5 separate regions of the Sus scrofa genome follow, and regions 1, 2, 3 and 4 are each linked to region 5. The links are chromatin contacts, called in public HiChIP or PLAC-seq maps. All regions are on one chromosome and are shown on one strand. Each heading gives the region's core, a stretch centred on a gene start, on an enhancer-like site or on the middle of the called end of the contact. The rest is flanking DNA. Distances are from core to core; before and after follow the strand shown. Region 1 overlaps FOXP1 (forkhead box protein P1). Region 2 overlaps FOXP1 (forkhead box protein P1). Region 3 overlaps FOXP1 (forkhead box protein P1). Region 4 overlaps FOXP1 (forkhead box protein P1). Region 5 overlaps FOXP1 (forkhead box protein P1).

Region 1 (2,700 bases), core at 156-2,655, 370 kb before region 5:
ATTTCCCTAGAGGGCCCAGGCTTCTCAGAGAAGGGCAAGAGCTGTCCCCTGCTTCTGTTCCTGTGATAACCATCCATCCACCCACCCATCTACTCATCCATCCATCCACCCTTCCTTCCTTCCACCCATCCATCCATCCGTTCATCCATCCACCCACCCACCCCTCAGGCAGTTCATTTCAATAGATATTGATCAAGTACCTCTGATGTACCCGGTGCTAGGGTTTTTAATACTATGTGCTAGCAGGCTTGCGGCCTGGTCCCGTGACCCAGATGCAGATGAGACATTCGAACCACAGGGAGTGTGACAAAGAAGGGCCCTTCTAAAAGGGTGCACTGACTTTGTCTTTTGAATACCATGGAGTTCAAGCAAACTCAGAGTTCCTAGAACCTCTTGAGAAGCTCTCTGGATGGCGTTCATTTTTATTTTCAGAACTTCAGGAGGCAGTCTGTTACATGGGAAAGATGCCTTCTGTATCAGCCGTGTTCCGCCTACAAGCAAGACACTGGGGCTGCCATGTCCATTGCTGGGGGTGTGGGGGAGTTGGGCAGTGGACACCCTTTCTGGCTGTCCATGGCAGCCTTGATTCTGACAGACCTGTGTTTGAGTCTTGCTTTTACCACTTACTTGTGAGCCAGCGCGTGTCTAACTCTTCCCAAATTTGGTTTCCTCTTCTGTGAAATGGAGATGGGGTTATTGTACCTGCCTCACCAGGTGCCTTAGTGAAGACGAAGGAGAAGAGGCTTTTTAAAGCCCTTGAGTGCCTGCCGCATGGTCTGTGCTCAAGATGTAGTCACCACTGCAGTTAATGGATGAATGATCGCCTTTCACACATTGCCCCCCGCTTCCTCCCCAGCCACACGATGCATTTTGAAAGGGATATCCTTCACATTCGTTTTCCAGAAAATTGAGGTCACCGACTTGTTTCCTTCTTGACCTCTCCACCCTGCAGTCCCCATGCCATCTCCGCCACCCCCACCCCTGGAGCTGAGTTACAGCGGGGGATGGGGGGGGTGGGGGGAGGCTGTTTGGAACATCCCTGGTGAATGTGTCTTGCCTTTCTGTCTCTAGCAGGCCTCTGTGATTTTGGCTGCTTATCTAATCCCCAAGAAGGAGACCCACTCCTCAGCCCTGGGGAGGCCAGTTGTGGGCTGGCCCGTATTAATACAATTATGAAGGTTAACAGGAAAAAGTGGGGTCCAGGAGCAATTCCAGGCAGCTGGCAGCCCTGCTGAATTGGAAGCGCCCCACCAATGAAAACTGCAGCGAGAAGCAAATTAAACCTCCTATCTGCCATCTCTCTCTCTTCTTTCCCCTTTCCTGTTTGGACTTGAAAGGCGATTGGAGCCAGGGCCCTGACAGTTGACGGAAGTGCTGCAAGGGGGGAGTATTTATTTACAGTGAGTCGTGGCGATGCTTGTTCAGGATGCGGTTTCTTGCAGGAAGTTCTGTCCCCACCCCCGGGTTTGATCATTTCTCCAAAAAAAAAAAAAAAAGATCCTTGATTGTTTGAGGCCTCCGCTCTGACATGGAGCAACACTGGGTAACCTGTCTGTACTTGGAGGGTTTGCTGAGCGCACCTTGGAGGAGGGCCTGGAATGGGGCAGCAGGCAACCAGTGGGCCCAGCTCCCCTAGATGTGTTCAGGCACAGAGATAATCATTAGGCATTTAAAATAGGGAAGTAGGCCGAGTACACGTGCTGTAAGCTGTGGTTGGCTCAGGCCATTCTGTTCGTTAACAGAAACCAGTGCCAATTGAGGATGTTGTACTGGGTGTTTCAGAGAGAGAGATCACTTTGAGATGATTTTGGGGGCTTCAGTGCCTATGTAGCTAGTATCTGAGTTATAAACCATTCAGCCTGGGGCTGCTGAAGCTCTTTTGAAGCTGAATGCCAAACCATGGGTCCCAAGTTTGGGGGGCTGCCTGCCTTTGGCTATTTGTGGACTGTGGAGAGAGAAGAGGGAAAAGGGAAACAGGATTGCAGTGAAAAATTTATTTTGGTATTTTTCTTAAGCCCTCATAAGACCCTGTAATGTTATAGAATTTTCTCATAAACCAACATATATTCTTCATATGTAAAAATAGAAAGTGAGGAAACATTACCAAAGGATATAAAATGGAAAATTTTCCTCTTTTTCTTTTTGCTTTTTAGGTGCCACACCTGCAGCCTATGGAAGTTCCCAGGCTAGGGATGGAATCAGAGCTACAGCTCCTGGCCTGCACCACAACCATAGCAACACGGGAACGGAGCCTTGTCTGTGACCTATACCGCAGCTCACAGCAATGCCAGATTCTTAACCTACTGAGCAAGGCCAGGGATTGAACCTGCATCCTCTTGGTTACTAGTTGGGCTTGTTACCGCTGAGCCACAACAGGAACTTGCTAAAATGGAAAATTAAATCTCCCTCCCCCAGGGTCCCTTCTTAAGTCTTTTCAGTCCTGAAGGGCTAGCACTGCCAGCATCACCTGGGAGCTTATCAGAGATGCAGGTTCTGGGGCCCCAATTAGAGACCTACAATGAGAGGACCACGTGGCATGGAAATCTGTGTTGTAAACAAGTGCTCCTTGGGGTTCCAATGGCCACTAGTGTTTGAGAACCACACACTTCAGACTATAGCTTTCAGACTTGAGTGTATGCCAGAATCTCTTGGAGGCCTGGTTCCAGCTACAGGTACCCAAGCCCAATACCCAGAAACTCT
Region 2 (2,700 bases), core at 15-2,514, 470 kb before region 5:
ATTTTTGAAACATAACTTTAAAAGATTGCCATAGCATTGGTCTCTTTGGCATATGTTAGCCTTGATTTTCCTAAAAGACATAAAAAGAAAAATAGTATGTATATGTATATGCATGTCTATACATCTGTACGCACACTCAGTATAGAGGAAATAAGGTGATAATTTCATATCTTTACAAAAATATTCAAAAGAGATCCACTTCAGACACATGGATTTCCCTGAAGATCACTTCTACCTATTTGTGGTGGTCTAAGGTTTCTGGCACTTTATTAGTCAGATTGGAAGCAGTTGAGCAAACCACAAAGGAACAATGCCGCCTGATTGCTCTAAGCATCGAATTAGGGGACTCAGGCAGGTAGTGCTCGGGTTTCCTGTGAGCCTGTTCACTGAACCCACTTTGTTTTGAGGCAGAGACTAGGAGATGTCAGTTCCACACCAGGCTTACCTGGCCACATCTGCATCATGGCCAGCAGAGAGCCATGTAGATAAGTTGTCACACACACACCCTTCGGTCGGCGCCTCTCAGGGCCATTATTGCACATCACAGCCTGATGCTGGGGCCCAGTGTGGCCGGGTGGCTGACAAGGGCTCGGCACCATCGACCACGGGCTAGTGAGGACACGGAGGTCCCACAGCCACAGTCGCCACAGTCACTACTGTTCACAAACAGAGCTTGGTGCCCATTGCGCCCTGATCCTCCTCAATCCTTTTTCAAGTGGAAATTTTGCAAGTTGATTTCTGCAGCGTGCGTAGTATGATTTGGCTGACGGCAGTTTCTGGCAAAAGAAATAACCAAATTATTATTCAGTCATGGGTTTTTAACAGCCGCAAAGCAAGTGGATGTTAACTAAATGATGCAATTTATTCCCTTCCCTCTTATTGCCAGCTTGCCTATTACAGAACGACTGCCAGTTTTCAATAAGTGGTACCCAGATGGTATTCGCATGCCGCCCACTTGGTTACAGAGCCGAAGCGGGGAATAACTCGGCAGACACTACAAGCTGTGGGTCAATTGAGGGGGAATGCCTGTTGCTTCACAGTTTTGCATATGTAAATCTGTTAATGTTATGTCAGTATTGTGCGGGCTAAACACAAGCATTGCCTTTCTCTGGGGGCCCAGCTGAACTTGGACCGCAGCCCAGTCCTACCGAGGCTCGGAGAGCGAAGCTGCAGTTTGAGGATGCTGCACAGCCTGCTTCCCTCCACTCCCGCCGTGACGCTCTCTCGGTATCCGCAGCCCGAGTTGGATGCAGGAAGCGTCTGCCATAGGCTGACTCCATAATAGGACAGGCAGGCCCGGTTTTATGAGGTTGGATGCAGAGGGTGGAGGAGTGTGAGCGTGTGTCTATTTTTAGGCCAGCCTTCAAGACAGTTCCCCGGGCCCAGCCTGCGCCTGCCTGCCTCGCTCACACTCGCCTCTGTGTGTCTGCCACACTTCTGCTCTCCATTTCATCAACTGCAGATGTGGCACACAGCCGTCTTAGAAGAGTCATGAACTGTGTCGTCTGCGCAGCTTAACAGCCAACATCTGTTGCAGCAGGCTGAAGGGAGAGGCAGGGAAATCATTTTTGGGAATGCATTCAAGTGCCTCAACTTAGCCTCTTCTTGGGCCTGCGCAGACAATTATTTTACACTAATTGCAACAAGATAGCAGCTATAAAAAGTAGGTTGGAAGCCCTCTCCTGCCCCACCCCCAACCTCTTGTGAAAGTTGCAGTCACAAAGGGTAGTCCTTTTTTTTTTTTCCCTTTTTTATTGTGGTTTGCGTCTTGTTCTCAAAAGCTTATTACATGGGGTGCAAACAACAACAAAAATGCTATAAAAAGGCAAGAATCGTAATATGGTTAAGAGCTAAAAAGACCTATAGTGTTGGTGTAACCAATGAAAATATTCCTGCAGGTATTGTAAAATTTATGTGCCATATGAAAAACATTAAGGGTGTTGTTTTTTCATGGAGGAAAATGTTCATCGTTGAGCCATTTTGTAAATTATTTTAATGCTGCGTTTCTGCTTAAACCTCATGATTTTGATATATAAACCAGTTTAATGTTTTCTGCACAGACCCTGGCTTTTCTTAAATTTTATATATTGGAAAGCCCATGTTTGTATTGGACCTTCTGGTTTGTTTCATATTGAAAATCCGTCTTCCATGGCCCTGTGCCATGTGGCGAAGGAATAGTTTGACACGAGTCAAGCCTCGAGTGTTGACTTTTGAGTTCTGAAAACTTGGCGAGACTGTGTTAATAAATACATAGAGGCGCTTGGTGGGTTTTTTCTTTTTCTTTTTTTTTCTTTTTCTTTCTTCCTTTCTTTCTTGTTTTTTTTTTTCTTTCTTTTTTTTTTTTTTTCTTTTTTTAAGGAGTCATTTGGCCACAGTAAGAATAGCATCCCCACAGTATGGATTTTCTAATACCTTGGTCTGTTCTCAACTTTCATCCCCTTGTAATAGAGACAGCATTGCATTTAGTACCCAGGTCTTTTTTTTTTTTTTTTTTTTATGCCCTCAGAGTAAATGTTAGTTAATTACGCATTCCAGCATCTCTGATTCTCTTGAAAGATTTGTTTCTGTGACATTTTGCTGTATCTGTTGTGCAGCTCGAGGAGCATGCTTCTCTCCTCACATTTCAAGTTTCTAGACTTTGTTCTGAAGAGCCAGATGGAAGTATGCAGATTGTTTTTATCTTTTGTCCTTCACACTGTA
Region 3 (2,700 bases), core at 144-2,643, 430 kb before region 5:
AGAAGGATTGAAGCGCTCACACATGCTCCCCTTCCTATCAGGTTGTGTAACCGATTAGGCAGAGGGGGCCTACTCTTCCTGGGGCACAGGGACCTGAAGGAACATGGGTTGCAAACCCCATGAGATGGCCTTGGCCATGGGCTCCCAGGTCTCCTGGCCTATCTGATTGAGCTACATTAAAAAATTTATAATGATATATGTATTGTATATATATTCTTATATACATACATGTGTATATGAGTGTGTATGAACACGTATACTTACATTATGTGGGTACATAGGATTCCAGGTATAGCATTCTAAAACCTAGGGAGAGCCAGAGGAGAAGACATTCAGTTTGAGTTTTGTGTCAGAGTCCTTGCAGGAAATAGGTGGCTTGTACCTCTTGTGGGTCTGAGAGAACATGGGGAGGGCTCATCGGGAAAGCTGGGGGAGAACAGCTGCATGGGAAGGGCTGCCTGGCAGGAGCTGTGATCTTTCGGAGTCAACTTCCAGTGCCTGGGTGGGGAGAGAGCCTGGTTGCTAAATGCCCCATCTTCTCTGTCCTTCTGAGATGAGACCTCCAGTTGCTGTGCCAGCTGGAAGTTAGAGGACAAGGGTACCCATTGATGCATCCCCACAGGGCTCCCTCCCAGGACACGGCAAGGTGGGAGGTTGAGGCAATACGGCAGATGGAGCATCTGGAGGAGCACGTGGAAAACCGTGCAGTGCATTTTGTTCTGTGAACTCCTTTGGGTATGACCCTGCCATACTCGCTCAGATGATCCCTGGGACAGGTGTGGGTGGGAACGGACTTCCCAGATCTTTAGGGTGGCTAGGGAGCAGTGCTTTCCAAAACGTGGTGCCTGGGCCAGTAGCACCAGCATCACGTGAGGACTTGCTGAAGATTTTCTGGCCCCACCCTGAACCTACCGAATTAGACATTCAGAGGGAGAGAGGGGCCCAGGAATCTGTATTTTATTAGCCCTCCCAGAGGAGAATCTGGTGCTTGGTCAAAATTGAGAACCACTGCTGGCTGTCTTGAGGCATTGGATGGTCAGCAAAGTATGTCACTTTGCAAAGATGGCCACTGTTGTCTTGCTTGGAACTGCCAGTGATGAGCATGTTGTCTGTATCAGTCCGCTGCTTGGCAGCTCTGCAGACTGCCAATCCTTTTTATTTTTAGACTAGGCACTCTTCAAAAGAAATGGAATAATGGATTACATGTAGGCCATGGGGGCTTATCCCCAAGGCAGTTCATGCCTTTAATTTCCAAGTGCTCCTCTCAACCATGCAGGGAAGTACCCGACAGGCCTCAGACTTTGGAGGTTGTTTTTGAAAAACAGATGCAAATACTGCCTGTGCTGTTGTTGTTTTCCCGGTGCCTGGCAGTGTTTGGTAAACAACTTGATTGCTAGGTCTTGGCCTCAGGGAACCACAGCTGCTCTTTCCAGCTCCCTGCAGACTTTTGTACCGAGCAAGGATTGCTTCAGGGAAAAATAAACAGGGGAGAACAAAACAAAAAAACATCACTGTTGTTTTGTGGCTGCCTCTACCTGTTTTCCTGGAGTTGTTTTGCAACCATGGTCCCTGAGCTTTGGTTTCTTATTGGTCCCATGACCCCCCGGGCTTCTGTCTCCATGGTTAGACCACAAAGTGGCCTCTGGTCTTGGAAAGCCCTGTGTAGTAGCCACTGGAAGGATCTATGCATTTTTAAATATGTAAATTGAAAACGGAGAAAGCTTCATTCTTTCTAATGACCCCCAAGATGGTAATCTGGCTTTTCAAATCTCCAGAAAAGCAGATTGAATATGGCACAATTAATGGTTCAGCACTTCTAGGCTTTTCTCTAAAATATCTTAATGGGCTTTTAATTTATTGCAGCTCCTTACTGGCAGGGTTAAGGCAGAGTTGCTGCTGACCCCCTGGGCCCAGGTGCTCTCTGGGGCTCTAGTGAAGTGGAAGAGAACAAAGGCCAGCTGGACCTTCAGCCATGACCTCCCAGGCTGAGCCCCTGGGGCTCCCTGGATTCCTGGCCTGAAGTGGTGCAGCCTCTTCAGAGGCAAGGATGCATCTTCATCAGCGATCCTTGGGGTATCTGGTAGAAATGCAGATTCCGGGGACCAGACTGAGAATCTCTGGACTCTGGGGGCAGGAATCTGCATTTCAACCCGGTACCTTCATTGCAGAGCAGGTTTGCAGTCAGCCTTGGTGACAGAGAGCCAGTGTGAACAAGTGGGCCTGGGTGGGGAGCAAGTGACAGTGTTATCCAACTTTTTTTTGAGACCTGCATGTCATTTTAAGGCATTTACTTTTCATTTACTCACAAGTTCTCCATTACTTTGGCCCCCCTTTCTTCTTAAATCAGGGGACCTTCTTCATGAAATCTTTTTCTTTGGGCCCCAAATGCATCTTTTCTGAATATCCTTGGAGAAGAGTGATAAAATTTTTTTTTGGCTCTGCCCATGGCCTGGCCTATGGAAGTTCCCCCAGGGCCAGGGATTGAACCCAGCTGCAGCTGCAGCCTATACCACTGTTGCAGCAATGCCAGATCTTAACTTGCTGCACCACAAGGTAACTTCCGAAAGGTGATAAATTTCTGTTTGTCTGAAAAGGTCTTTATTTCACTGTCATTTTTGAAAGGTAATTTTTCTGGGCATACCAATCTAGGTAGACAGTTTTTGCCTCTGGGTTGTGTTCTGGATATTTATTTGGATACTG
Region 4 (2,700 bases), core at 174-2,673, 320 kb before region 5:
AGGCGGTCTTTGTTTAGTTGGATAGATTATTTTTTTTCAACCTGTGTCTAAACCATCAGACTTTTTGTGGCGGGGGCAGTAGGTGTGGGTGGTTAGGACAGTAAGAAAAAGGTTTCTAATTTTAAACTAGAGGAAGTCAGTCAATAAAGTTGACTCTTAATATTGAAACTTTACTAGGTCCAATCTGGAATTGGAAATATGTGATATTTTTTGCCCTGGGTAAACTTTATATTTTTTTAGGTGGGGAATATTTAGATCTTCCATTCATGCAGATTCACCATTTCCTTTATATACATGTTTTGAGCTCATGACATTTTTGTGAGCTGTTTTTTTTTTTTTTTTTTTTTTTTTTAAGTCACAGTTTTGGAGGAAGGAGGGGGGCTTGGAGAAAGTAGGGGTTTTTGAAGAAACCATATCATTTTCCACTTTGAAAAAGATTCTTCCTTAAAATGATGAACTGTGTTTGATTCTGGAAGTGAGCATGCCAGGCACGGGGAGGCAGAATTTCATAACATATAGTTTGTCTCAGATGGAAGACTTTTCTTCCCACCTCCATGGCGCTGCAGGGTAAATTTCTTTTTTTTTGTAGTAAAATATGCATAACATGAAATTGACCATTTTAACCGACTGTGTGATCATTTTAAACATTACTTCAAAGCTGTATGAGCAAAGGGAAGAAACAGATTTTCTTATTTGACCATTTTTACTTTGGGTCTCAAATAGTGCCATCCCAACAATTAGCTGGCCTTCGTTTATTTGAAACCAGAATAGAAAGTCCTCGTGGTACAAACCTTTGCTTTTTGGAGACTTGGGCTGTTTCTCTTCCTATAGAATTCCTCACCCCCGCCTGCCACATCCTTAGCGACACCCATCCGTGGGGGCAGAAAGGGAACTTGAAGGGCCTTTGGGGCAGCAAAGCCCTTGCCATCATGATGTTTGCTTTGGCAGAGCTTTCTGCCTTTGGTTTACAAGGTTGCAGTAAACACTTCCTTTGCATTTCCTGCTTACAGAGCAAGTGGCTTACATGTTGCACCGAGAGAGGGAAATTTCTCATTGCTCTGTTGAAACCTGCGTCTCACCGACCCTTGGAATCACACGGAAGGAGCCTGTGTTTCATTTGTCTGAGTGATCTTCCCCCCCTCCACCTTCCCTTTCCGAAAAGTCCCTTGGCTTGTTGACTTGGAAAAAGCAGGTTTTGAATTACATACAGCAGGTACTGAAGTCGGGCTGCTGGACGCGCTGTTTTCTGGGATGCTGACTTGCTGATAGAAAAGCGAGAACCAGTTTACAGTAGCTCTGACACCACTGTTACCTTTCTCCAGTCCTCTCCAGCTGCTCCCAGCCCTTCGGATGCCTTCGCCGTGCACACAGTTTGTTCTTGGGTGTGAAAGCAAACAGTATTTGAGTTGGCAGCAACTTCTCTTTCAGTGGAGTTTGCTGCCTCGGCAAGAAACCGCAGCGTGAGCTTTCTGCTGCTGAAGGTTTCCACTGGCAGGATGGCCTTTTCCCACATTTCCTTGGTTTAAGGAAACAGATTTTTTTGAACTTTTTTTTTTTTTAAAGACAAAATGCCAACATTTAACAGCTGGAGTTAGTATATAATTTATGGTTTTCACTTTACGTTCTTGTGGATGTAGAAAAATTAAAAATCCATAATTATTGTTAAATTATGCAAGGTTTTGCAAAAAGAGTGATTAAAAATAGACCCTCTGTTATGAGGAATTCAAGAAAGTCATTGTTACCCAAACAGGTATTCTCAATTATTCTATCTTTAATGGTTTTTAATTGTTATAATTTACTCATATTCTATTACATCTCTCAGAGGAGATGTTTCTGAAAGCTCTTTGTTTTTCTTTTGAGGAACAAGTAGGATTTTGTTCATTTGAACCTCTTCAGCTTTTTTTCCCCCCAAATCTTATTTTTTATTTTTTTATATGTCAGCGTGTTTAATCCCCACTTGAGGCAACGCTTCTTGTCACAGTGGTTTTCTCTGGAGAATCTTAACTCTGAGAGCAAAGCAGACTCAGACCTGCTCCCTGCCAAGGTGATAGTCTTGGTGCAGGAAGACCTGCACGCCTCTTGTGGAAGTGACCCACGTCTTTTTTATGCCACAGACTCTCCCTTTGAGGCGAGCTTCAGTTTTCGCACATTCCCTTTTGGAGATGTTTACGTCCACACCTTACAGATTTAGCATATAGATTCCTCATTGGCTGGAGGCCTTGCTAAATTGGTAACATATCAGAATCAGGAATCAAATGCAGGCAACCAATTAAAAAAGTGACTGCATGTTACCTCCAGACAGGTAGTAGTTCTGAGACTGGTGGGTTTTGCTGTTGGTTTTTTGTGTTTTGTTTTGTTTTTTTTTTTTTTTTCTTCTGTTGATAGAGGCAAAGATTCTGAGAAGTTTTATCAACATCCCCAAAAGCCACAGCTTTAATTAAAAAGTGGCTCTAACATGTTTGTTTTCCTGATTTCTCAGAAAATAAAATAGGAAGTGAAAAGGCTGTTCTCCTTGGTACAGTGTGTTGCTCTAAAGATGGTTCGATCTGCATGTTAGATTTAGGGTCAGAACATTAGCTGTGATGAATAACAGGGGACAAAATTTTTCTTTTCTTTTCAAGGATAGTGGCAGTTAATCATTTTTATCTGCCCGCCTTGTAGACTTGATTAGATTTATTATGTATGCCACGTGTTTATGGC
Region 5 (2,700 bases), core at 117-2,616:
ATAAGTTGACAGTCAACTGGCGCTTTTGTCTCCTTTGCTGCCAGATTACTGGGGGGGGTGGGGGGTGGAAATTGCCTGTTCCGCTGCTGACCTGATTGAAATTCAGGCCTTTGCTTGATTGGAAATATTATCAATATGCTTTCTGGTTTGTAGTAACCTGCATTAACAGCTCAAATGGAAAAATACTTTCCAGTAAAACTCCTGAAATGACCGGGTTAGAATCTGTTGCTTTTTTTTTTTTTTTTAATTGAGGGAAACTAGGTAATCACTGATGTCACCACTACTCCTTTTCCTCATATATTTTGAGGAAAAATGTAAAAATGTTAGAGTTTTGTTGTTGTTTTTAAGGATGGGCCAAAAAAGTTTTTCTGTAAATTGATGGTAGATTAGAGAGGTGATTTCTAGAACTGCCGAAAATGATGAAATTAACCTGGCACTTAAATCATGCCAGTTGAGCCAACAAAGTTTAGCATATTGGTGACTTTTTTTTTCCACACTGTACTCTGTTTTAAATAGCATTAAAGAGCAGTAACTATTTCTGATAGAGGTCATCTTAAAGTGCTCAGTGAGAGTAGCCTGTGTTGTTGCTGTTGTTGTATAAATAAGAAAGGAATTTAGAGAATTATTTCTTAGCGAACGAGTGGCAGATGCTTTCTTCAGCAGCTGTCGTTCTAGAGGGGAAGTAGCTTGGTTCAGCGACGAGGCACGTTGGTGGTTATTTATTTCAACCCCTGTGTCGGGTTAGTTTCCCTCCGCGCGCACAAGCACACTCTGGCGAAGCCGACTCTTGGAAAGAAAGGGGGCGGGGGGAATCAAAGAGGCTGAGGCTTGGTTAAACCAGGGACGTGAAGCGAAAGTTCTCCCGCAAAGGCCGTTTTCGAGGAAGTTCTCCTGTGCTGTCTTTGAGCCCCGCATCCCCTTCCGATTCTAAACAGTTGCTCCAAGCAGTCAGGGCGTGCGCCGGGCGCGCCGGTTCCCCTGCTTTGCCGCTCGGGTTGTTCTGAAAGGCTGGGACAACTCTTTGTCAGTTTCCAAGAGGAAACAAACACGCCACCCCACCAAAAAGCCCCGACCCGGCAGCCCCGGCTGGAGGGAGAGATGCGCGCCGCGCCCGGCTTCCCAGACGTCAGCCAGAGGCGGGTCAAAGGGTTAACAGCAATTAAGCAGAGTTGCTCCCGAAACAAAAGCAGGGTCTCCGCCGAGCGCGATTTCACCTGCCGCGCGGAGGGGGCCGGGGGCGCGGGCGCGGGGCGCGGGCCGCGGAGCCCATTGTGTGGGGCGCGGCGCGGCGCGGCGCGGGGTGTTTAGAGGCGGGTTGTGATTGGTGGAGCAGGGCGGGGCGGGTGGGCGCGGCGCGGTGCGTCTTGTCAGCCCGCGAGCCGGAGCGCCCCTGCGCGCGTGCAGTCCGCCTGCACGCCGAGGCCGCCGGACCCCACGCCCGGCCCGCGCGGGCGCCCCGAGCCGGCTCCCCGCGCCTGGCGGCTACATGGAGAGTGTCAGGTTGGTCCCCATGATTGATCTTTGCCGTTCTGCTCTCCTTCCCCGGGCTCCGCGGTGCCAGCTTCCTGGGGCCTCGCTGGGGAAGGCAGGAGCGCCCGAGGGTTTCTAAGTTGAGTCTTTCGGAAAAAATAATAATAACAATCGCTGTTTACCAACTTGGGTGGGAGTTGTGCTCTGGAAGTGGAGGCGGGGGAGGGGGTGGAGGGGTGGGAAGAAGCAGCTCCAGGCCTGTGGGTCCTGGAAGAGAGAGATTTTACCCCCCTTTCTCTCTCGCTCTCCCTTTTTTTAAATGTTCATGGGTGGGGTGTAGTTGAGAGTTGGAGGAAGTCCTGCTTGTGTTTTGCTCTCGCGCTCTCGCTCGTTCTCTTTTTCTCGTTCGCGATTCTTTTTCTGCCGGTCTGGCCTTCAGGCAGCCACTTTGGTAAAGCCCTCGCCATCACTCCATTCGGGGGACGTATCTGGGGTGTGATTTATGTCACTTTTCAGAGCGTGTGAAATATACAAGGAGCCTTCCGTCTCAGCGTAACCCGGGTGGATGTTTCTTTGCTTCTGATAGTTTGTTTCTATATCTGTCTAGGCTATTTTCAGCTTAGCTGTTCAAATTCAAGGAGTTCATACACAGTTAAGGGTGGAGGGAGACGAATAGAGCCCCGTACCAAGACGGCCAGACCGGCGGAAGGACACTTAGGCAGGTTGAGGAGCCTTAGCCTCTGTTGCAGTACTTTGCTGGTTAATTAAGTAGTGAGTGGGGTTTGGGTAGGACGCGAAGCCGACTGAGGAATTGCTACGGGGTACTCCCATCCGAACCGGCTCTGAATGTAGCTAACTCAACTGTCAGATCTGCCTGAAAGAGGGTCGGTCGTGGAAACAGACTTTCTCCCCCCACCACCCCCCTCAAGTGTCGTGATGGGAAGGAGGGGATCTTTAGGAAGTGGGTGGTAAAGTTTTAGAGCAAAGTACATATAGACTCTTCCTCTTTGGGATTAACTCCTTCAAGGCCTGCCGGTTAGGAGTGAAATATCTAATAATTTTATATTCTTGTCCACACAGACCAAATGTTCTAATCAAGCCAATTTAAAAATGCAAATCACCTAATTTCCATAGATTCCAACATTTTGAAAGTGACACATTTGGGGGAAAAATTAAGCCTGATAACAGGAAATGTGAATCATACTATCAATGACTAATCTGCTTAAGAAA

What was found. HiChIP or PLAC-seq counts read pairs in DNA pulled down with a chosen protein or histone mark.
Region 1: an H3K27ac HiChIP or PLAC-seq map of alveolar macrophages shows a contact between it and region 5. The contact joins two enhancer-like sites. A contact is called at or near these places in 2 of 2 datasets of contacts at active chromatin or transcription factors (alveolar macrophages and skeletal muscle).
Region 2: an H3K27ac HiChIP or PLAC-seq map of skeletal muscle shows a contact between it and region 5, with 3 times the contacts expected there. The contact joins two enhancer-like sites. A contact is called at or near these places in 1 of 47 Hi-C or Micro-C datasets (embryonic fibroblasts) and 2 of 2 datasets of contacts at active chromatin or transcription factors (alveolar macrophages and skeletal muscle).
Region 3: an H3K27ac HiChIP or PLAC-seq map of skeletal muscle shows a contact between it and region 5, with 3 times the contacts expected there. The contact joins two enhancer-like sites. A contact is called at or near these places in 1 of 47 Hi-C or Micro-C datasets (embryonic fibroblasts) and 2 of 2 datasets of contacts at active chromatin or transcription factors (alveolar macrophages and skeletal muscle).
Region 4: a contact with region 5 is called in an H3K27ac HiChIP or PLAC-seq map of alveolar macrophages. The contact joins two enhancer-like sites. A contact is called at or near these places in 2 of 47 Hi-C or Micro-C datasets (embryonic fibroblasts and skeletal muscle) and 2 of 2 datasets of contacts at active chromatin or transcription factors (alveolar macrophages and skeletal muscle).

Annotation. Positions count from the first base shown.
Region 1 is chr13:52,828,191-52,830,890 of Sscrofa11.1, reverse strand. All of the region lies in intron 3 of FOXP1 (forkhead box protein P1), which reads left to right. Among named protein-coding and RNA genes, the nearest start is that of FOXP1, 140 kb to the left of the region's middle. Within about 2 kb of position 1,405, at least 19 of the 83 cell types and tissues checked have an H3K27ac peak or open chromatin away from gene starts, as enhancers often do. A contact at or near this core is called in alveolar macrophages, where this site is marked.
Region 2 is chr13:52,928,180-52,930,879 of Sscrofa11.1, reverse strand. The region is part of intron 2 of FOXP1 (forkhead box protein P1); the gene reads left to right. Among named protein-coding and RNA genes, the nearest start is that of FOXP1, 45 kb to the left of the region's middle. Within about 2 kb of position 1,264, at least 35 of the 83 cell types and tissues checked have an H3K27ac peak or open chromatin away from gene starts, as enhancers often do. A contact at or near this core is called in skeletal muscle, where this site is marked.
Region 3 is chr13:52,881,519-52,884,218 of Sscrofa11.1, reverse strand. All of the region lies in intron 2 of FOXP1 (forkhead box protein P1), which reads left to right. Among named protein-coding and RNA genes, the nearest start is that of FOXP1, 91 kb to the left of the region's middle. Within about 2 kb of position 1,393, at least 3 of the 83 cell types and tissues checked have an H3K27ac peak or open chromatin away from gene starts, as enhancers often do. A contact at or near this core is called in skeletal muscle, where this site is marked.
Region 4 is chr13:52,776,789-52,779,488 of Sscrofa11.1, reverse strand. All of the region lies in intron 3 of FOXP1 (forkhead box protein P1), which reads left to right. Among named protein-coding and RNA genes, the nearest start is that of FOXP1, 200 kb to the left of the region's middle. Within about 2 kb of position 1,423, at least 31 of the 83 cell types and tissues checked have an H3K27ac peak or open chromatin away from gene starts, as enhancers often do. A contact at or near this core is called in alveolar macrophages and skeletal muscle, where this site is marked.
Region 5 is chr13:52,455,862-52,458,561 of Sscrofa11.1, reverse strand. All of the region lies in intron 7 of FOXP1 (forkhead box protein P1), which reads left to right. Among named protein-coding and RNA genes, the nearest start is that of FOXP1, 520 kb to the left of the region's middle. Within about 2 kb of position 1,366, at least 67 of the 83 cell types and tissues checked have an H3K27ac peak or open chromatin away from gene starts, as enhancers often do. A contact at or near this core is called in alveolar macrophages and skeletal muscle, where this site is marked.